2 separate regions of the Mus musculus genome follow, and region 1 is linked to region 2. Evidence: chromatin contacts called from public HiChIP or PLAC-seq data. All regions are on one chromosome and are shown on one strand. The core of a region is the stretch at or near the end of the contact, and the rest is flanking DNA. Distances in the headings are between cores, read along the strand shown.

The links. HiChIP or PLAC-seq counts read pairs in DNA pulled down with a chosen protein or histone mark.
Region 1: an H3K27ac HiChIP or PLAC-seq map of embryonic stem cells shows a contact between it and region 2, with 6 read pairs. The contact joins the enhancer-like site here to the promoter of Il11 in region 2. A contact is called at or near these places in 4 of 39 promoter capture datasets (cranial neural crest, embryonic stem cells, liver and 1 more), 6 of 115 datasets of contacts at active chromatin or transcription factors (the SCID.adh cell line, bone marrow-derived macrophages, embryonic stem cells and 1 more) and 3 of 9 other capture datasets (adipose tissue, liver and pancreatic islet).

The regions. Positions count from the first base shown.
Region 1 is chr7:4,894,034-4,896,733 of GRCm38.p6, reverse strand. It overlaps Isoc2a (isochorismatase domain containing 2a), which reads right to left. Exons shown (of 6, transcript NM_001101598.1): 6 at 1,017-1,417. The coding sequence ends at 1,334. Among named protein-coding and RNA genes, the nearest start is that of Gm36210, 12 kb to the left of the region's middle. Within about 2 kb of position 1,358, at least 5 of the 459 cell types and tissues checked have an H3K27ac peak or open chromatin away from gene starts, as enhancers often do. A contact at or near this core is called in embryonic stem cells, where this site is marked.
Region 2 is chr7:4,776,700-4,779,399 of GRCm38.p6, reverse strand. It overlaps Il11 (interleukin 11), which reads left to right and starts at 1,259. Exons shown (of 5, transcript NM_008350.4): 1 at 1,259-1,420. The coding sequence starts at 1,414.

The sequences.
Region 1 (2,700 bases), core at 109-2,608, 120 kb before region 2:
TAGCTGCAGTGTACTCATATAAATAATAAATAAATCTTAAGAAAAAAAAAGGAAAGAAAACAAATCCTGTGTCTAGCGTATCCACACGGTATATGCTACACACCAGGTAATCACTTAGGCACCATCTCAGTTAACAGAAGGGCTGTCCCAGTTCCACAGTGCTTGTGTTCCAGGAACCCTTATGAGAGTGGTGACCGGTATAGAAAGGCAAACTCACTTGCAAGACTTTCTCCTGAGAAGAACAGTGCATCTGTCTCTTCAATGGCATCTCCGACACCCAGCTGACTCCACTCCACCCTAGGCTTCCTCTCCATAGCTTTATGGACTGCCCGTGCAAGGGCTTCATGAGGGAAACCTGTCCCTGCCACACTGTCTGATTTTCCAGGCCCTTCTCTGGCACCTCGGTGCAAACCTGCACAACGTGGATGTGAGGGCCTGCCTCGTGGAGAGGGGCCAGCGGGGTTGTACTATCTGAGATGGGGTGTATGGCTGGTTTTGTGTGTCAACTGGACACAAGCTAGACTCATCCGAGAGAAAACAGCCTCAGGTGAGGAACCGCCTCCATGAGATCCAGCTGTAAGGCATTTCTCAGTTAGTGATCAATGTGGAGGGTCATAGCCCATTGTGGGGGTTGCCAGGCGGTTCTGGACTCTATAAGAAAGCAGGCTGAGCAAACCATGGGAAGCAAGGCCTACAATAGCACACTTCTGTGGCCTCTACATCAGCTCCTGCCGTCTGGTTCCAGCTATGATCTGCTAAGTGTATGCCAAGAAAACCCTTTCCTCCCCAACCTGCTTTTTGATCATCGTGCTTTGTCTCAGCAGCCGAAACCCTAAGACATGGGGACAGCCAGAAACTCAAGACGCACACACTGCCTATCCTGCAGATGTGGCCTCTGTTGGCCCAGCCTGGAGGTGGGAAGAGGCACCCCCTCTCCTCAACCTCCAAAGACCCATCTCCTTCTCTCACCTGCACACCCCCAGTAGCCCCTGGGACACCCCACAAACGCAATAGTGTTTCAGTTCACAGTCACATCAATGTTTACTCAGAATATGGGTCCCAGTCTGTGACACTTTTTTTGCCCTTTGCTTATGAGGTAGACCTAAGCAGAGTCCCCTCTCCACCTCTCTTCAGTCAACCCCCGCCCCCCCTCCACCCCCCCACCCCCTCCACCCCCCCACCCCCCCCACTCCCTACCCCCATCCCCACCCCTTCTAGCACTCAGGAGTCTCATTTGCATTTCCAGGACCAGCAGTTCACCCCTCCTCTCCCGTAGGGCAGATGCTCCCACCGACGACAGAGTAAGTCTGTTGTCTCAGTCATGGCCTGGAGTTCAGCAAGAGGTGAGGGGGCTCTGGCCTTGGAAGAGGCTCAGCAGCCCGCTGTCCGGGACCGGCTCCTTAATGATCTTCTGAATCTGTGGACAGAGGTCAACAAGTTGAGAAGCCCCACCTCTCTCGTCCTCCTGGCAGCCTCTCTCCCCAAGCCAATCGCTCTCCTAAACCGGTCTCCTGGAGGCTGGAGAGCCGGCTTAGCCGTTCAGAGCATTTTCCGTTCTTGCAGAGGACCTGGGTTCAGTTCCCACCTCCCACATGGCTGCCTGAAACGCTAACTCCAGTCACAAAGGATCCAGTGCCGTGTTCTGGACTCCTTGGGCACTGTACACATGATTTGCAAAACACATATACAGGCAAAGCATCCACATACATAAAGTAAAATAGAAACAGTTTTAGTGTATTCTGAGGCTAGACATGGAGGGGCATACCTTCAACGTAGAGCTTAGGAGGCAGAAGCAAGCAATAGCTCTGATGTTGAAGCCAGCCTGATCTACAATTAGAGTTTCAGACCAGCCATGGTTATATAGTAAGCCCTTGTCCTAAAAAGTGGGGGATCCCCTGGGAATGGCCTGAGGATAGGATTCAGTGTATAAGACATGTGTGCCAGTGTCAAGTTCTGATGCCCAGAACTCACATAAGCGCTGGCTGGGCAGGGCCTGCTGTAATTGCAGCCTCTAAATCCCAGAGCGAGCTGGCTCCTGAGAAGCTACCCACATCCTCAGGCTCCAGGGTTGACAGTCAGGCCTTACCTGTACGCATACGGCGGAGAGCGGTCAAGGAAGGTTCCAGACGTGAACCTCACGCCTCGTCACGCATACACATCTCACCACATACATGCAAATGTTCACATACACCCACTCTGCACACAGGCCCACAGAAATGGAAGTAAAGGAAAAATGGCGTTTTAATCTACTTCTTGAAGTACCTGCCTGGTTGAGCTAATTGCCGCCATCTTGGTCTGCTCTGTTGCCCTGGACCATTAGTGGTAGACAGATCTCTCTTGGGGTCTCTTCCTCTTCTTCATTAATCTTATCTTCCCCATCATTCCATTAGACCCTCAGCTCCTGCACAGGGCCAAACTGTGCCCATAAACTCTTGCCCCATTTACAACAACTCCCTCTTGGACAGGAGAAATCAAGCACATTAGCGACATTGGTTCATCTCCAGAAATCCAAAGTGTGTATGCCCACAGCCTCCACCCTGGCTGCTACACCACCTCCAGTAGGATCTGTGTGACAAGTTCCACGGGCTGAGGCGATTGACCTCAAAAGGGGGAGGCCTCCTAGAACCGGTCGTGGAACTCTTCGCTGGAGAAAAATTATTGAGCCGTAGTTCTCATGGCAACCTAGCTGTTTTGTTTTCT
Region 2 (2,700 bases), core at 10-2,509:
AGGGGTAGGAAGGGATGTATGTGTGTCTGGGAGTGTATGTATATGTGGGTAGATTATCTGTACTTACATGCAAGTGTACAGAGGCCAGAGGGGGACACTGGGAAGTTCTAGCACTCTCAACCTTACGCTCTTGAGAAAGGGTCTCTCACTGAACCTGGAGCTAGGCTGGAAGACAAGCCCTAGTGACCCCGCCATCTCCACCTCTCCACCCACAGGGCTGCAGTTACACATGCTCAGCTTTTTATATACGTGCTGTGGATTCAACTCAGCTCCTCATGTTTGTGCAGCAAGCACTCTTACCCCCTGGGTCATCTCCTTAGCCATAGAAGATAGTCTCAGCCCCATTTACAGAACTGGCAAGTTGGGGGGAAGGGCAGCAACACAGCCAGAGACACCTCTGTAGAAAGCCTTTATTCCTTTTTCTTTTGGTCCTCAGCTACCTCATCTAACCTGTCTCCCAGGTGACCTCATCTTTGGTATTCTTCTGCAGCCTGAGTCTTCTCTTCCCATGTCTGTGGCCCCTTTCCGCTTGGGGATCGCTGCTTCTTTTTTAAAATGGGGTTTCAAGTAGCCCAGGTTAGCTTCAGTCTCACTGTGTAGCTAAGGATGACCTTGAACTTACTTCTGAACCTCCTGCTTTCGCCTTCCCAGTGCTGAGAGTGCAGGTGTGTATGTACCATCACTCTGCCAATTGAGCCACATCCTCAGCTCCTCAGTTCCCAGTGTCTCTCCATCTCAGAGGCTAGGTATCTCTATATCCTGCTGTCCCCATCTCTGTGCATTTGTCAGCCATTCTGGGTTTAGAGGCTCCATCTCTGCCCCAGTGTTCTCTCTGTCGTCCAGATTCTCCCCCCTCACCTCCACCTCCTCAGGCCCTGGACTTGCCTCTTCTACTGCCTCACCATCTCTCAGTACTAGTCCTGGTCCATGCAGACCACCACCCACAGCCAGGCTCCATAGAGCTCTTGAGCCTTGTGTGTCTGTCCCAGCCCGTGGAGGTGGAGGGAGGGGACGCCAATGACCTCACCGGCCCCTCTCAGACCACCCCCCCTTCACTTTTCAACTTTTCCAACTTTTCCTTCCGTGCCCTCCTCCAAGCAAGGCGGTGTGAGCCCTGCTAGGCAGCCGGCTCGTCTGAATGGAAAAGGCAGGAGGGAGGGTGAGTCAGGATGTGTCAGGCCGCCCTCCCCTGCTGCCTGCCCCCCGCCCGCCCGCCCCGGCCCCCTATATAACCCCCCAGGCGTACACACTCCCTCACTGCCTGGCCCTTGCTGCTCACACTCACAAACCTCCCCTCCCCAGGCCGAGGCCCAGCTGACCCCCTGGGTCCCCCGGCAGCGGACAGGGAAGGGTTAAAGCCCCCCCCCCCGGCTCCCTGCCCCCTGCCCTGGGGAACCCCTGGCCTGTGGGGACATGAACTGTAAGTTGGTTCCAGTTCATGGGTGAGGGGACAGGGTTGGGGGGGGGGAAGGATTGAGGGAGTGGGGAGGATGCGAAGCAGAGTAGGGACAGAGGGATAGAAAAGAGGAGTCACGGGGAGTCAGATTGAGAAAGAATAGTGAGAAAAGTGGGAGTTTAAGAGAAGAGATGGACAGAGAAAGAGACAGAACAAGGCAAGGGACAGCCAGACAAGGACAGAGGGACAGATGCTGGGAGGGAGGTGATCCTTAAGGGATCGGGTATCCCAGGGAGTCAGTGGGAATCTAGGAACAGAGACAACCACGAACTCCAACAGCGCGTCTCAGGGTGGGAAACTGAGGCAGAGAATCCCAGATGACAGCAAGCCCCAGAGGACGAGAAACAGGCAGGGGAGGCAGACGAAAGAGAGGTGCGGACAGAGAGCTTAAAGAGCCAGACAGATGCGCACCGGCTAGGGGACGGGTGCACCGACAGACGGCCCAGGAGGGGCTTGCGAAGGACTAGGCATAGCTAGAGGGGACCAGGGGGCGGGCTGGGGGTGTGATACTTGAGCTTGGTGGCCCGGGGGGCTCTGATTGGCTGGCTGTCTCAGAGGTGGGCGGGGCAGCTGGGGGATGGGCAGCCGGCAAAGGAGCTGTCCCTAGCCCCTGAGCCCCGAACGCGGCCCGACGGGTCTTCAGCTGCGTGCGTCCCTGAGCGCCTCTCAGACCAGGTGCGCCCAGGTCCTCCCCGACCCAACGGCCCAGCCCTCTGCAGCCACCTTTGAGGGCATATGGGAATGGGTCCAGGCACCTTCCTGGAGAGGAATCCGTGTGTTCGGGTGTCAGCTCCAGTCTCTGACTCCTACCACTGTTCCCAGGCCGGCTAGGGCTCCCGGGGCAGGGGAGGGGGGCAGGTTCTGGCCTGTACCTCCCCCCCCCCCGTCATGCCCCGCCCCGGGGCCCAGATTCCGGCGTCCGGGGGCGGACGGGAGACGCCCGGCCCGTCTACCCGCCCCGGGCCGCGTCTGCTCCGACGGGCGGGGCAGCCAGAGCCAGGGAGGGAGAGGGAAGCCCGCCCGGGCTCGGGCTTTGCGACCTGCCCCGGGGCGCCCCACCCTGAGACTCAAGACCTCCAGGTCCTCCTCCCTCAGATCCAGGCGTTCAGACTCCAGCCCTCCTCCCTCAGACCCAGGAGCCCAAACCTCAGCTCTTCTCCCTAGAACCTGGAGTCCAGAGTCTAGCCCTTATTCTGCAGATCCAGGGTCCCGAGGCCCAGCCTGCCCTCCCTCAGACCCAGAAT